Regions from separate parts of the Mus musculus genome. Here regions 2, 3 and 4 are each linked to region 1. A link is a contact called in public HiChIP or PLAC-seq data. All regions are on one chromosome and are shown on one strand. Each heading gives the region's core, a stretch centred on a gene start, on an enhancer-like site or on the middle of the called end of the contact. The rest is flanking DNA. Distances are from core to core; before and after follow the strand shown.

The links. HiChIP or PLAC-seq counts read pairs in DNA pulled down with a chosen protein or histone mark.
Region 2: a contact with region 1 is called in an HNF4G HiChIP or PLAC-seq map of pancreatic cancer cells. The contact joins two enhancer-like sites. A contact is called at or near these places in 2 of 115 datasets of contacts at active chromatin or transcription factors (extraembryonic endoderm stem cells and pancreatic cancer cells).
Region 3: a contact with region 1 is called in a FOXA1 HiChIP or PLAC-seq map of pancreatic cancer cells. The contact joins two enhancer-like sites. A contact is called at or near these places in 1 of 15 datasets of contacts at CTCF or cohesin (the NIH/3T3 cell line), 1 of 484 Hi-C or Micro-C datasets (embryonic stem cells), 3 of 115 datasets of contacts at active chromatin or transcription factors (cardiomyocytes, embryonic stem cells and pancreatic cancer cells) and 3 of 9 other capture datasets (adipose tissue, embryonic stem cells and pancreatic islet).
Region 4: a contact with region 1 is called in a FOXA1 HiChIP or PLAC-seq map of pancreatic cancer cells. The contact joins two enhancer-like sites. A contact is called at or near these places in 6 of 484 Hi-C or Micro-C datasets (the G1E-ER4 cell line, embryonic fibroblasts and embryonic stem cells) and 3 of 115 datasets of contacts at active chromatin or transcription factors (extraembryonic endoderm stem cells, pancreatic cancer cells and trophoblast stem cells).

The regions. Positions count from the first base shown.
Region 1 is chr3:102,134,430-102,137,679 of GRCm38.p6, forward strand. The region is part of intron 8 of Casq2 (calsequestrin 2); the gene reads left to right. Among named protein-coding and RNA genes, the nearest start is that of Casq2, 50 kb to the left of the region's middle. Within about 2 kb of position 1,627, at least 68 of the 459 cell types and tissues checked have an H3K27ac peak or open chromatin away from gene starts, as enhancers often do. A contact at or near this core is called in pancreatic cancer cells, where this site is marked.
Region 2 is chr3:102,657,757-102,661,032 of GRCm38.p6, forward strand. No RefSeq gene overlaps it. Among named protein-coding and RNA genes, the nearest start is that of Gm40112, 35 kb to the right of the region's middle. Within about 2 kb of position 1,820, at least 32 of the 459 cell types and tissues checked have an H3K27ac peak or open chromatin away from gene starts, as enhancers often do. A contact at or near this core is called in pancreatic cancer cells, where this site is marked.
Region 3 is chr3:102,713,499-102,716,651 of GRCm38.p6, forward strand. No RefSeq gene overlaps it. Among named protein-coding and RNA genes, the nearest start is that of Tspan2, 20 kb to the right of the region's middle. Within about 2 kb of position 1,668, at least 195 of the 459 cell types and tissues checked have an H3K27ac peak or open chromatin away from gene starts, as enhancers often do. A contact at or near this core is called in pancreatic cancer cells, where this site is marked.
Region 4 is chr3:102,675,443-102,678,706 of GRCm38.p6, forward strand. No RefSeq gene overlaps it. Among named protein-coding and RNA genes, the nearest start is that of Gm40112, 17 kb to the right of the region's middle. Within about 2 kb of position 1,904, at least 72 of the 459 cell types and tissues checked have an H3K27ac peak or open chromatin away from gene starts, as enhancers often do. A contact at or near this core is called in pancreatic cancer cells, where this site is marked.

The DNA.
Region 1 (3,250 bases), core at 377-2,876:
GGTGTTCTTCAGGAACCTCAGCCATTGCTGTAGGGTAATATCAAGAGAAGGGCTCCAACAGAGATTCGGACCAGGGCTGGCAGGGCTGGCCTAGCAAGCACGAAGCACTGGGCTCTATTCCCAGCAGTACAAACCCTGCGTGTGATAGTGCAGACCTGTAACCTCAGTAGAGATGGGAGGATCAGAAATGTATGGTCATCCTCACCTATGCCTTAAACCCAAGGCTAGCCTGGGGTACATGAAGCCCTGTCTCAAAACAAACAAGCAAACAAAAAATAAAACAAAAACAAACAACCTCAAACCTCAAACCAGGCAGCCAAGCAATAGCAATAACAACAACAACAACAAAAGATCTTAGTCTGAGTCTAAGAAACTAAGAGCTGGAGAGGTTCAACTCAATCCAAAAGAATACCATCCCGGGAGACTGTGATGAAGGGACCTATTGTCTCATCCATCCGTATTAGCCTGATTGCTCGCAGCGGCTTAACAGGGCAGGTGCCCGGGGAATGGTTGTGGAGCAAGTACTTAGATCTTTCTTATTTATGTGATTTTGTTTTTAAATCAAGACAATCCACACACCATTATAGCCATTCTTTAAACGTAACGTCTGAGTGGGTTTTAAACTCACAAGGCTGTGCAGATGTCGGCACCACCTCACCCTAGACCTTTACCAACAACACCCACCGAGTCACTTCCGTTGATGACAACCACTAATTGTTTATTATCGATCTGTCTGTTCCAGATATTTCATATAAATGGAGTCTTTTGTATCCGGCATCTTTTCTTTAGCATAATGACATATATAGTATATATCTCACATATATGTATTATTATATATACACTTACTATATAATATCTATTATAATATCTATCAGTATATGGCTGTTTATAAGATTGAGTAATATTCTATTGCATCAAAACCAAATGATCTGCAGGCTAGTTTTTCAAATGTCCACGATTTGCCAGGTTTCCCATCATACACTTGGCGGAGCTGGGAATGTTCCTCAGGGGGGTCTAGGTTTTGGGGGTTTGTTTTTACTGTAGTGTCAGATGCTTTTTACAGATCTGGCACCCTCGGCTCCCCAGGTTTCCAGGCTTTAGTCAGACTGAATCGGATCCTTGGTGTTGTGTGATCCGGAGTTGCTGCTGGCAGGACTCCAGGGGGCTTCCTTCCCACCCCACTGCCCCCTTCCAGGGTTGCAGAGAGGTCTGTCTGGCTGTCTGGAACAATAGAACAAAGAGGTCTCCCTGAACTGCAGAAACCTGTTTGACAGAGATTGCTGCAGTCATGAATCAAGCTGCTGAAACTACTTCCACCTCCTCCCTGTGCAAACACCCCTGGGCCCTGGAGCCCGGCCTTTTCTCCAAATCCCAAGCCGAGGCTTGTCCCTGGGGAATGGAGCAATGTTGGGAGCAGAGGTCAGGAACATGGTCTTTCAGCGGCAGGGGTGCCTTCACACTCAGGGCTCCAACTGAAAGTTGCTTTGATGAAAGTCCCTCCCCTCGACTTTGTGGTCAGGCAACATTTACCTGCTGGGCAGCGCAGTGGTGTGCACACTGGGGGCCCCCAGGCCAGGCCGGGTTGTAGTTCTGGAGAGTGCATTCCAGCAAAGAGTTAGTCAGATTCCTTTCCTCTTGCTAATAGGTCATCCACAACCTTATGCCTAACCAGACTGCACCCTTTCTGAAAGAGGAAGGTGGTAAGTCCCGGATAGCAGATGCTTCTTAGAGAGCTTCCGTGTTGAGGAGCTGTGAGGAGATGGCCATGTTAATCCTGAGGCCACTCTGTGATGTGTGTGTGGCGATTGTTATTATTCTGGTGGTGGATGAGAAAAGCTAGTCTTAAAGACTAACTAATTGAACCACACTGCCCAGCTTCTCTAAGCCAAGGTTGACATTGTAACCAGCCCTTGTGACATCCATATGCACCAGGAGTAGTGACAAAGGTGGTGTTGTGACCATCACTATCACAACAATTAAACAAGGCGGAGGGAGGATGCCGAAGCTGAGGGAGCACTGGAATGGACAGTGGGCTGTCTGACTTTCTAGCCTACACCCTTAACCACAAGGCAGGCAGACTTCTGCACCTCTCAGACAACATCTGACAGCCAGGTGATCATTCAATGTGTCTCCCTCCTCCCATGCTGCCCTTCTCTGCCTTCAACATTTGAACCACAGATGATGGTTCGGTGGTGTGCATAGGCTTACAGGGTTAGGGGCACGGTAGAAAACTGAGTTGATGTTTGCTGAGGGCTCCCCTTGGGTGTGGTCCTCTCTCTGATACCACTTCCCAAGCTTGTGTGGTGTTGCAGCAGGGCTGAGGGGAAGAGGCAAGGGCTGGTAGATCAGAAGAGCAAGCCGAGAGAGTGAGACTGGAGCTGAGCCACTTGGCAGTGGAGGGTCCCATGCCTGGCCAGTCATCCTCCTCAGGCCCACTGATGTTCCTCGATGCGGACTGTGACATTACAGCACAACAGCAGCACCTGTCTGACCAGTGACCTGGCCCCCAAGAATTCTCCTTACAGTTCTGACCTTTCCATCCAGAGTTCGTGTTCTCCCTTGACAGAATCTTTTCTCTGACAAGAATCCACTTCCGCTCTCTGGGCCCTGTAGGCCTCTCTTGCTGTGAGGTTTCATCTCTGTGCCTTAAGGCAGGCTTGGCTGGGAAGGACATGAGGGCATTCCCAGGCCTTCTAGACTTGCTGGCTAGCTGTTGCTCCCCACCCGCCTCTGCATGCACCTTCTCTTAGGCTGCTTGTGCTCAGAGCAGAGCTCTGTGACAGGTTTGAAAATGAAAGACTCTTCCTGGCTGCTCCCAGATGCGTTTGCATCTGCATCGGGCTGACATCTTCTTTATGATATCTGATGAAAGGTTTGCCACGCGGCGTTTCTACATGAGCGCGTGCTGGATGGAAACCCTCCAAGGGCACTGGGAATATTCACACTAACAAGCTAGGCACACGAGGATGGCTGCTGTCTGCAAGCACAGAACAGATTTAGCAACAGGCCCTGGAAGGATGCTTCAAGCCCTGCTGCACCTGAGCTTTTCCTGCCCTGGGATTCTTGCAAAAAAAAAAAAAAAAAAAAAACGGACTGAAGATCGAGTGTCTCCAATAGGAGCACTAAGTGCTTCCTGGAGCTTTATAAATTTAAATTTGATATACTAACCTCGCTATTTGATTATTGCTGGGTGTTGAATGGTACTTACACACCTAGCAAATACCAACCGTGCAGATCCAGGCAGTTATTC
Region 2 (3,276 bases), core at 570-3,069, 520 kb after region 1:
TAGGAGTCCATGGCATAAGTCAGCCTGAGTGAGAAGCCCACAGTGACACTGGAGACAGGCTTGGCATGGAGATCGGCTCCTCTCCAAGGAGCTAACACTTTTTGGCAAGAAACAAACGGACATGAAAATCGATGTGGCAAGTGGCTACTCTAGGCCAGTGCCAGAATCTGGAATGTAGCGTAGAGCAAGCCACAGAATCCCATTCCCTCACACACAGTCCAGCCAGGCAGGTGATGCAGTGGCAGAGACGTGACAGGGACTAAGAGAATCCATGGGACCACAGAATCCACGGGAATACCACCTTAGATGCACATGCTTGGCAACATTCCCCATAGAAGCTCTCCATACAGGCTGAGGCCAAGGACGCACGGGACAGGGGTCGTCTGCAGGGCTGTCAGAAGAGGGACTGACATGTATACAAGCTTGGGGCCAGAGAAAGTAGAGTGCCCTTGGGAACCAAGAGAATGACTTTACAATGCAGAAAACAGAACCAGCAGGGGAGCCGATGAAATTGAACAGCCTTGACAGTCCCAAGCCGCAGGTAACTAACAGGAGCTTAGACATAGGCACCAGCACAGAGCTGGGGTACACAGAAAAGGGAGCAACGGAATTCCCTGAGCATGGCCAGAAAATGCTTTGCAATGAGCAGCCTGCTAAAGAATGACTAAGGTTTGCTCCAGATGTGAGAAGACTGCTTCAGAGGGAGGAAGCCGAGTATGCAAAGGCAGTGTGGCTCAGGCAAGAGTAACTTTATACTCTCTCCAGTCCCAGGTGAGATCCTGGATGAGCAACACATGCTATGCCAGGTTCTCTGAGGCTCAAAATACGGGGTCTTAAGCCCCAAGAAAGGTGGAGGGAACACGCATGGAGTCCACGATCCTTCAGCCCGGGGACCCTCCTGCAGAGAACAACCTGTATCCAATATTCAGAACCATAGGCCGGTCAGCTGGAGTCACATTAGGGGGACAAGGAAAATGATCCCTTTCTAGAGAGGCCTTCATACGCCAGCAGTCATGGCCCTGGTCAGATATTGCGTAGAAACACCACCCAGAAAAGGATCCTCGGAAATCATGCCAATTCAATCAGCACAACTTGGTGTGTGATGTTCCAGACAGAGATGTTACAGAAATGTCACATTTATTCTTCTATCACCCTCATAGAGGAGGTTAATTTACAAGTGAGAAAAATGGCAGTCAAATATCCTGCCCAAGGCTCGGCATGATTAGTAAGTGAGAGTGAGAAAGGTCCGAGGACTTTCTGGGCCATATTTCCCTGCTGGTACTACACCGTTGCCCTAGACATGCACACATGCACATGCACACACACATACGCACGTGGAGGCAGAGGGCTGAAGAGTCTCCAACTGAAACAAATTCTACATAAAGCAAGTTCCGGACAGCCCTCAGAGGCACTTCAAATCTGTATCACTCCTCAGGCAGGCACCCCAGCACCCCACATGCATGTATGAGAATAGAAAAGTTGTGGATGAACAATTAGAATAAAGAAGCTGACGACGGGTATCTCAGAGAAAACCGACTAACAGGCTAAGATCCTAATATGGCTGGCCTAATCTCTAGCACAGATGTCCCAAAAGGCTGAACTGACCTGGAGAATTAAAGATAAGACATGGAGAAAGTGGCCCTCGGAGGTGATCACTCTGAAAATCACCTGTCCTCCAACCACAGGAAGGAACTGCAGAATTTGAACTTGTGAGTCATCCCGTTTATCTGTACCACCTCTGTTGAGTCATTGTTAACCAGTGAGCCTGCCCTTGTGTAAGGTGTGTGTTTGCATCTGGGCCCACACATTCAGCAGACAGCACCAGCCAGGGTGACTCATGAGTCCTCACATTTTGTCACCATTAAGTCTTGTCAGAGATTCTCTATGCTTGTCTGACTCCAGAGAGAATGTTTTTCCACAAACGGGAAGCCAGGGCGCAGGACGGGAAACCCCTCCACCAGCTATGTCTGAGTGTGTTCATCTCTCCTCAGAGTTCATCCACCAACTGCCCCCTCTTCCTTCTGCTGTCTTCAGCTTCTGTCAGTTCCTAGAAGATTGGCAGGAAACATAGTTTCACTGCGGGCCATCACTGTCTATTTCAAAACTCTTCAGGGTCTCAAAAGATCCCTGGTTCCTCTCATACACTCTTCTGAAAGTCTATTCATAGTCTTTGCCAATGATGTCATTCCTCACAGGAAAACCAAATGCACATCTTCACATGTTACTCACTGCCCAAAACCCTCCCATCTTCTACCATACACAGACCTGTAAATGTTGGTTTCCTCCACACACACACCAAATGTTATGTCTCTAATAATGTCCACTGTGTTTCCAGTCACACACAAGTCAAGCGGAACAGGTAAAATGTGGTCACAGCTGAGCAGTCCAGGGATGAGACCCAACCTAACCCGTGTCTGTCTGGATCACCTTCCTGGGATATTATGAACAGACTTGCTCAGGAATGACAATCTTAGCATCTGTGCCTTCCACAGGTAAATTGAAAGCTGAGGTGAGATGGGGAGACGGGAGCTGCTTCCCCAAGCCATAACCAGGAAAGCCCAAACAGTGGGTCCATGGTAAGGGGAGATAAAGCTTACCTGAGAAGTGGGGCTGAGAGAAAACCCACTCACTCCTGAGTCCCTAGGGCTTAGAACCCAGAAGGTGCTCTCCCCGGTGTTAGCCCTCAAGCATGGAAGGCAGTAGATGAAAGAGTTAAATGTCCACTTACATTGAAAAAAAAATATGACTGAAAATGTCTGAGTCACAGAGTACCTACAATCATATACTATTTCAGAAATGGTTTTTCCTGTACTCATAAAATGTCCTCCTCCAAGTTCTTCATCTTTACCTTTAGTGTGAGTTCCTGGGTCTCCCCGGATCCATCTTCTGCATTACCAGACATCCATTTCCAGAGTGTCAACACAGTTTTCTGTGGATGTTGTTTGGCATTATTTTTAAGTCAATCCCAGGATGTCACTACATGCCACAGAAAGAAGTGACAGAGACACAGAAGGCATGGAGAGGGGAAAGGAGGGATGGATTTTTAACTTCAAACGCATTACTCTTTTTCTTCTGCAAAGTTCTTATTCATGGCCTAAAATTGATTCTCCTCTGAGATCTTGCTTACAATTGCATCTGTTACTTGCGATAGGAATATGTATAACCAGCGATTTTTTCCTATAAAATATGTCTAAAGATTTCAAAAACCCTTCGAATGGACTTTGGTTGGGTTTGTTTCAGGCCAGGCCTTAACCGTACCCCTACACTGTCATTCCA
Region 3 (3,153 bases), core at 418-2,917, 580 kb after region 1:
GAACTCTAAGTGTCATCCCCCCCTCTCCCTCCCCCGAAGGGAATGTTTCAGTGACTCTCCTTTGAAGTGTTCACACTTTGCCTCCAGTGAATATTTATTTGCCTTTGAAACTTTCTGTCATCTTCGATGAGAGGGGCTTTCATGAACCTCCTTCTGACCCAGGGGTCCACCTCTGCCAGGAAGGGAGCCCAGAGCTGAGCACTGGACCGACAGGCCTCACGCTGGTCCCAGCTCTGCCTTTAATACCTTCATGGAGCTGCCTGAATCCTTTACCTCTCTGCCTGACCAGAAGCTGCCCTTGTGCTGGGTAAAGCACAAATCACCTGTGGGAAACATCGTCCAGAATACAGCGTCAGCCCCAGCCTCATCTCCAACACTGTAGACACCCAACACACTGCAGATGTGATAAGTGGGGGGGGGGGATCACAAACCATGTCATAATGCAGACAAAGACAAAATAAAATGTTTGCTTAGAATCTACAGATGCTCGGGGCCTGCTGAGTGACACAGGCCATTGGAAAGCCGGAGTCTCTGAGCCATCTCTGTGCGCTCCTGGCTGAATCCCTCCCTGGCACACACAGTTTGAAGTATTGAGGGGACGGCCCAGGGACTGGCAGCCAGCTATTTATATTCTAGCTGGAGCAGAAGCAATGCACCCTGGGAGAGAGTCCCGAGTAGTACCTATGGGGGTAAGAAAGGCTTGAGTCACACAAATGAGGAGGAACCCAAGAGACAGTGCGTGCTTACAATATAGAGTAGTGGGCGGTGGCCTTTATTCTTTGGAAAGAAGCTTTGGGGAACCTATGACCTCTAGGACTTTAAGAACATGGGAACCTGAAAGGCAAGGAAAACAAGAAGCCCAGACAAGAGACGGAGCATGAGCTGAAGATGTAGACGCCTCCTAAGGCGGTGGCTCTCAGCCTTCCTGATGCTGTGACCCTTTAATACAGTTCCTCGTGGTGTGGTGACCCCCAGCCATAAAATTATTTTATTGCTACTTTATGACTTTAATTTTGCTATCTTTATGAATTGTAATGTAAATTTCTACGTCTTCCCATGGTCTTCTGCGACCCTGCGAAAGGGGTTGAGTCTCTATTCAAAGGCTGAGAGCCCCTGCCCTAAGGGCTGAGACAAGCCTCTGAAGCTGGTAACAGGAGCCCAGGACCACTGCTCTAGGACAGTTCAGCAATGTAAATAAGAAGGAAACTTAGCCTCTCCAACCCTGAGGACCTCAAGTGGCCGGTAGCTCTCAGTAGACTGATGAAACCCTTCCACTTCCTCAGCCCTGAAGGGACTCCAGTCTCTGGTGACCTGCTGTAAAAAGCCTGAGAGTGTCAAGGCACCTAAGGTGGATTCAGCTCCCACCGCGATCAGAAGTATCCATGCTGCCTGCTCAGAGGAGGCCAGGAAGGCTGGGAGTGGCCTTAACAAAAGGCCCAAGTTCTCAGAAATTAGAAAGCATTGCGTGCTAAACCACGTTGATTGCTCCATAAACCGACTCCCTTAATGCATAAACAGCAGTGTGAACTGAGCACTGATGGCTACCGATCTTGGACCCACTCGCGTGGACAGTCAATGTCTTGTTGAGGAGACGTGAGACAAGCACTCCCAGACAATGAGTTCTTGAGTTCATGAGATACACGCAACTTGTCAAGTCCTTGCAATGCTTCTTTCTGACAGCAGGGGGGAGCCAACACCTGGTAAACGCCCGGGCACACTAAACCTTGCCGGTGCAGAAGAAACTGCCAAAGAAACAACCAGGAAATGATACCTTGGAAAGAACTGAAACCCAAGCAGGCTGGAAATGGAGGCAGCTCAGGCCCAGGTTTTGTAGGTGTTGCGGCCAAGATTATCGATCCCCCGAGTAAAGCAAATGTCAGCTGGGGAAGTCCAGGCTGGCCTTTAGGGTGACTGTTGCTCCGTATCTTACTCTAGCACCACAGACAAACACAATCTATTTCCTCTTTCTTTCTGTCGTGTCTGAGCTCACTCCGGTCAGGGCTAAGCCAAGCTCAGAAGAGGCAAAGACCTCAGGAAGGAAGTGGAAGGGGATTGGCTGGCTTCTTCCAGTTCAGCCTTACTGCTTGTCACTAACGTGTCTCCTCATATTCAAATTCCAACCATCCGGCTTTCTCCTCTTACTGCAGTATGTGGAAGTGTTCTACCTGGAAGAGAAAAGCTCAGGCGATCTCTCTATGCTCCCATTTTCTCCTTTGTGAAAGGAATATAAATATAAATATATTCGATGACAAAAAAGAAACCTGGACCGTGAGAGGCACGCCTCCAAGAGGTGAGAACAGAAGAAGCTACGAGAGCCTCCTTCTATCTCAGGTGTCCACCTCTGCCAGAAAGGGAGCCGGAGCTGAGCACTGGACCGACAGCCGACAGGCCTCGCGCTGGTCCCAGCTCTGCCTTTAATACCTTCATAGAGCTGGCTGAATCCTTTACCTCTTAGCATGACCAGAAGCTGTCCCTGTTCTGGGACCAGAGGAAGGCAAATGTGGGAACCCCGTGAGAGCACAGGCTCTTAGCTGTGTGACCTTGAATGTGTTGCTTAACCTTTCCTAGCCTCAGGTTCCTCTTCATCAAACGAGAAGTGGGGGGATGGAATGAGATGAGATTTAGTGGGTCCTTAGTGGTGACAAGTGATAGCATATCCCCTCACCACATTAAATAATAGATGGAGGCGCACCAGTTGGCTGGTGCCTGCAAAGTGTCAGGCATTATAATGAATTTCAAAAGTCATAAAATGATAAATTTTTTTGGATTTTATGCTCATTTAGCAGTTTTCTGCTTGCTTTGACAGTCATTTCTTTGCACATTTACCAGAAACAGGTAATATTCAGCAAGACACACTTCACTATCATTTAAAGGATGAAAATACTAAGATTCAAGGAGATTAAATGAATTAGCTAAAGTCCAGCCACTCAGGAAAAGAACCAGGAAAAAACGACTCTTCATAACTCTAATTACTACCTTCAAGGATATAATAATAATACTATCATGAGATGGGACTTAAGAGGAGACCCTAATCAAGTTGTATAGAATGAAGTCAAACAAGGGCACAACCGGGAAGGGGGAAGCATGTTTGCTAGAACCATGGTACGTGTTTGATCAAGCCAGCAGCCTTCACTGTCCACTACAGGCAAAAGC
Region 4 (3,264 bases), core at 654-3,153, 540 kb after region 1:
TTGTTGTTGTCTTTAATAAAAAAAATTTTTTTTAAAGCTTGACTTTAAGGAAGCTTACCTTTTGGAGATGGAGGAGTGGTCATGAGAAAAGATTCTGGAAACTGGTCTCTTTCCTCATCCAAGTGAACGGACGTTACACAGGTACTTCTTGGATATAACTAATTGACGGTATTTGTTTATGATAAGCCTTTCTCTGTGTGTGTATAACAACAGTAAGAACTGAACATAAATGTATGCATGACAGGTCTCGCAGGTGTGAATTCTCACAAGGGCGTGGCCACACTCAGCACCCTCTCACCCACAGTGCTCCAACAAGGACAAGAAACATTCCAGGTTGTCGTGGCAGATGCTGCCTTGCATATCCTCCCTGGATGGAGGTGATAGACAATGGAATGGACCAGAAGCAAAGCCCTTCAGCACATCGACAGCCTGCGAAAGGACTCTCACCACTGCCCTCATTTCCTCAGAGCTGGAGAAGAATCTAGGCCACTGAAGAACAGAGGCCCCACCATAGACTAACTGGGTAACTGAGAAATGGTTAAAACTGCCCAGCTGTTGGATGTAACCTCTATAAAATGAGAATAAGCAGGCCACCCCAAATGGTTCCAAGAGGAAACTAGAAATGTGTCTATCAATGTGCTCAGCCGAGCTTCTCCAGAAAGCCGCTTCTTCTGTTCCTCTTCAATGTTTTCTGAAGAGACTCAACCTCCCCACAGCGACCTCCCGACTCAGAATCCGGTGCTCCTGGAAAGCTGGCGTTTCAAGTATTCTGTTACCGTGTTAGACTATGTCCCCGACTTTGATTCTGAAAGCAAGGGCCCCTCTCTGATTGGAAGGCAAGTTCGACCCATGGAACTGCCCATCTGGAAGATGGCTCTGTCCTTTGAAGTAGGTTTCCAGAAGGCCCTTTTCCTCCCCCCCTTATTTACTGCAACTCATAGGGACAGTTTGTTGACAACCCCCTACCCCCAGTTCCCGAGGGTGAGGGAGGACCTTGATCCTTTAACACTTTATTCTCTAAGTGCCTGACGTCTTCTATGCAGACACACTGATGTTTAAGAGGTACATGGTTTGTTTCAGTCACTCGTCAGTTAAACTCATCCCTGTGTAAAGCAGGGGAGAGAGCACGGGGTTATGCACGTACCCGTCCTTCCTAACCCGCAGTACACCTCTGCCCCATCCATCACTGACCAGCAGCAGCTAGTAATTAGTTCTAACTAGGGGCTGAGCATCTAGTGGAGTCTATGGGACCATCTCCAAAACCACCTCCCCAACACCGTTCCTAGTTCTTCTCATCTTTACACCACTGGCTGCCAAGCTTCTCACTACCCTGTTTCCCTCCTTTGTGCACGTACACAAACACCCTCCAACACACATCCTCTCATTGGTTTTGGGCATCTCTAGTACCCAGCTTCTATCTCCACTCTCACTCTTCTACAACACTGAATTCATAGTGCCCAGCCATTGAGGAGACACTGACAGTGCCCTCCCAGACACCCTGAGCCTCTTGTCCCTCCCTCAGAGTCACCAAAGCAGAGACAGTTTACCAAGACCCTAGTTTAGAATTCATAATTTTGTGCTCTGTCTCTTAAAAAACAAACACTCCCCCAAACTGTAACACAAACTGAAGTGTTTGTTCACACAGAGTTGCAATCTGGAGAATGACGTCACAGGTGACCAGCCCCCCTGATCAACTCCTGACTCCGAAGCTCACACGCCACACCCTAGCCTCTCTTGCTGTGTTTGCTGTTGGCCGGAAGCTTCGCCATCTTCACTGCTTTCTGCAAAGACTATATTTATAGAGTAAAAGAGCTCTGAAGATGTTCAGTTCTGTGATCAGTCACTGCTGCCTCCTGTCCCAGGAACCAGCTGAATTGCTCACTGCCAAGCTGCTTGGCACACAGCACCAGCTGGCTTGTCAGCCTCAGCCCTGCAGGGAGCTGGGACAGGCAAGTCTCCTCTCCTCTTTGCATAGCAGCCCTGGGTGGATTCAGCATGAATACAGTGATATACCACCAGGGGAAAGGTGAATTGGAACATTTCTGCCTGAACAAAAAATCGGTGCTCTCTGTCGTTGAAGTCTCAGTAACAGTAAACAGGGATCTTTCACTACAGCCTCCCTGGACCCCTGAATCAGTGCCTTTGAGGTTCGACTCCCTTTGGAGCAGACACAAAAAGGCTTTCGATATCCCTGGCTTATGCAGACTTTGTAAATTGGTACAACCCGTCTAGGGGATGAAGTAGCATTCTTAGTAGAGTTGAAGATGGGCGTTCCTCTTCCAGGTGTGAATCTCAGAAGCGATGTAATCCGATCTGAGGATGCCTAACATAGAATCTGTAACAATAATGATGGAATTTAGAATGGAAGAGGAAAGGAAGGGGGGGTCAAGAGAGAAAAATGAAGAGACCTGGAACAACCAAAACATCCACCAACACAGGCGTGCACTAAAGCGTAGTGTGGTCTTATGAGGAGCTGTTGGTGGGGCTGGGGAGAAGCGCTTGCTGTCTGACCATGAGGCCTTCAAATCAGTGTGGGCCCTTGAATTCAGATCTCCAGCACCCGTGAGAAAAGCCAGGAGTGGTGGCTTATACCTATAACCTAGCCCTGGAAAAAATAAAGACACAAACATCGCTGAGGCTCATTAGCCAGCCGCATCAGCGAGCTCCAGGTTCAGTGAGAAACCTGGTTTGAAGCTACGGTGGAGAATGATGGAGGTCAATACCCAATGTCAACTCCTTACCTCCACACGTATGTACAAACACCCTGTCATGTACATAACATGTGCATGACACATATTCTACATACAAAAAAAGAATACAATGAATGAACTACAAGTGACTTATTAACACGAATAAATCTCAAAAAAATATATAGTTAAGTTTAAAGAAAGCTAAGTTGAAAAAAATGGGATTTCGGTTTTAACCACTTAAAAATAAACATACCTACTGTGTGTTGTTTGTGAATATATCACAGTGTTACAGAAGGTGACACTTCAGGGGGTAAATGGCTACAAGGTGGGAGGTTAGGGTTAGGGGAGATGGTTATAGCTGAATTTGCAACACTTTATTTCCTTAAATAAATATTTGAACTAAATCTGGTAGAATATTAACATTTGGTTAAGCTTGTGGTAAGAACATTGAGTATCGATTGCATCACTGCTGAGCTGCTGAGGTACTGTCCAGTTTAAAATATAATAGGTGTAAATAATTCTCTAAATGTTCTCCAGGCTTTTGCCTCACTCACAAAAGATAAAATGTCCAGTC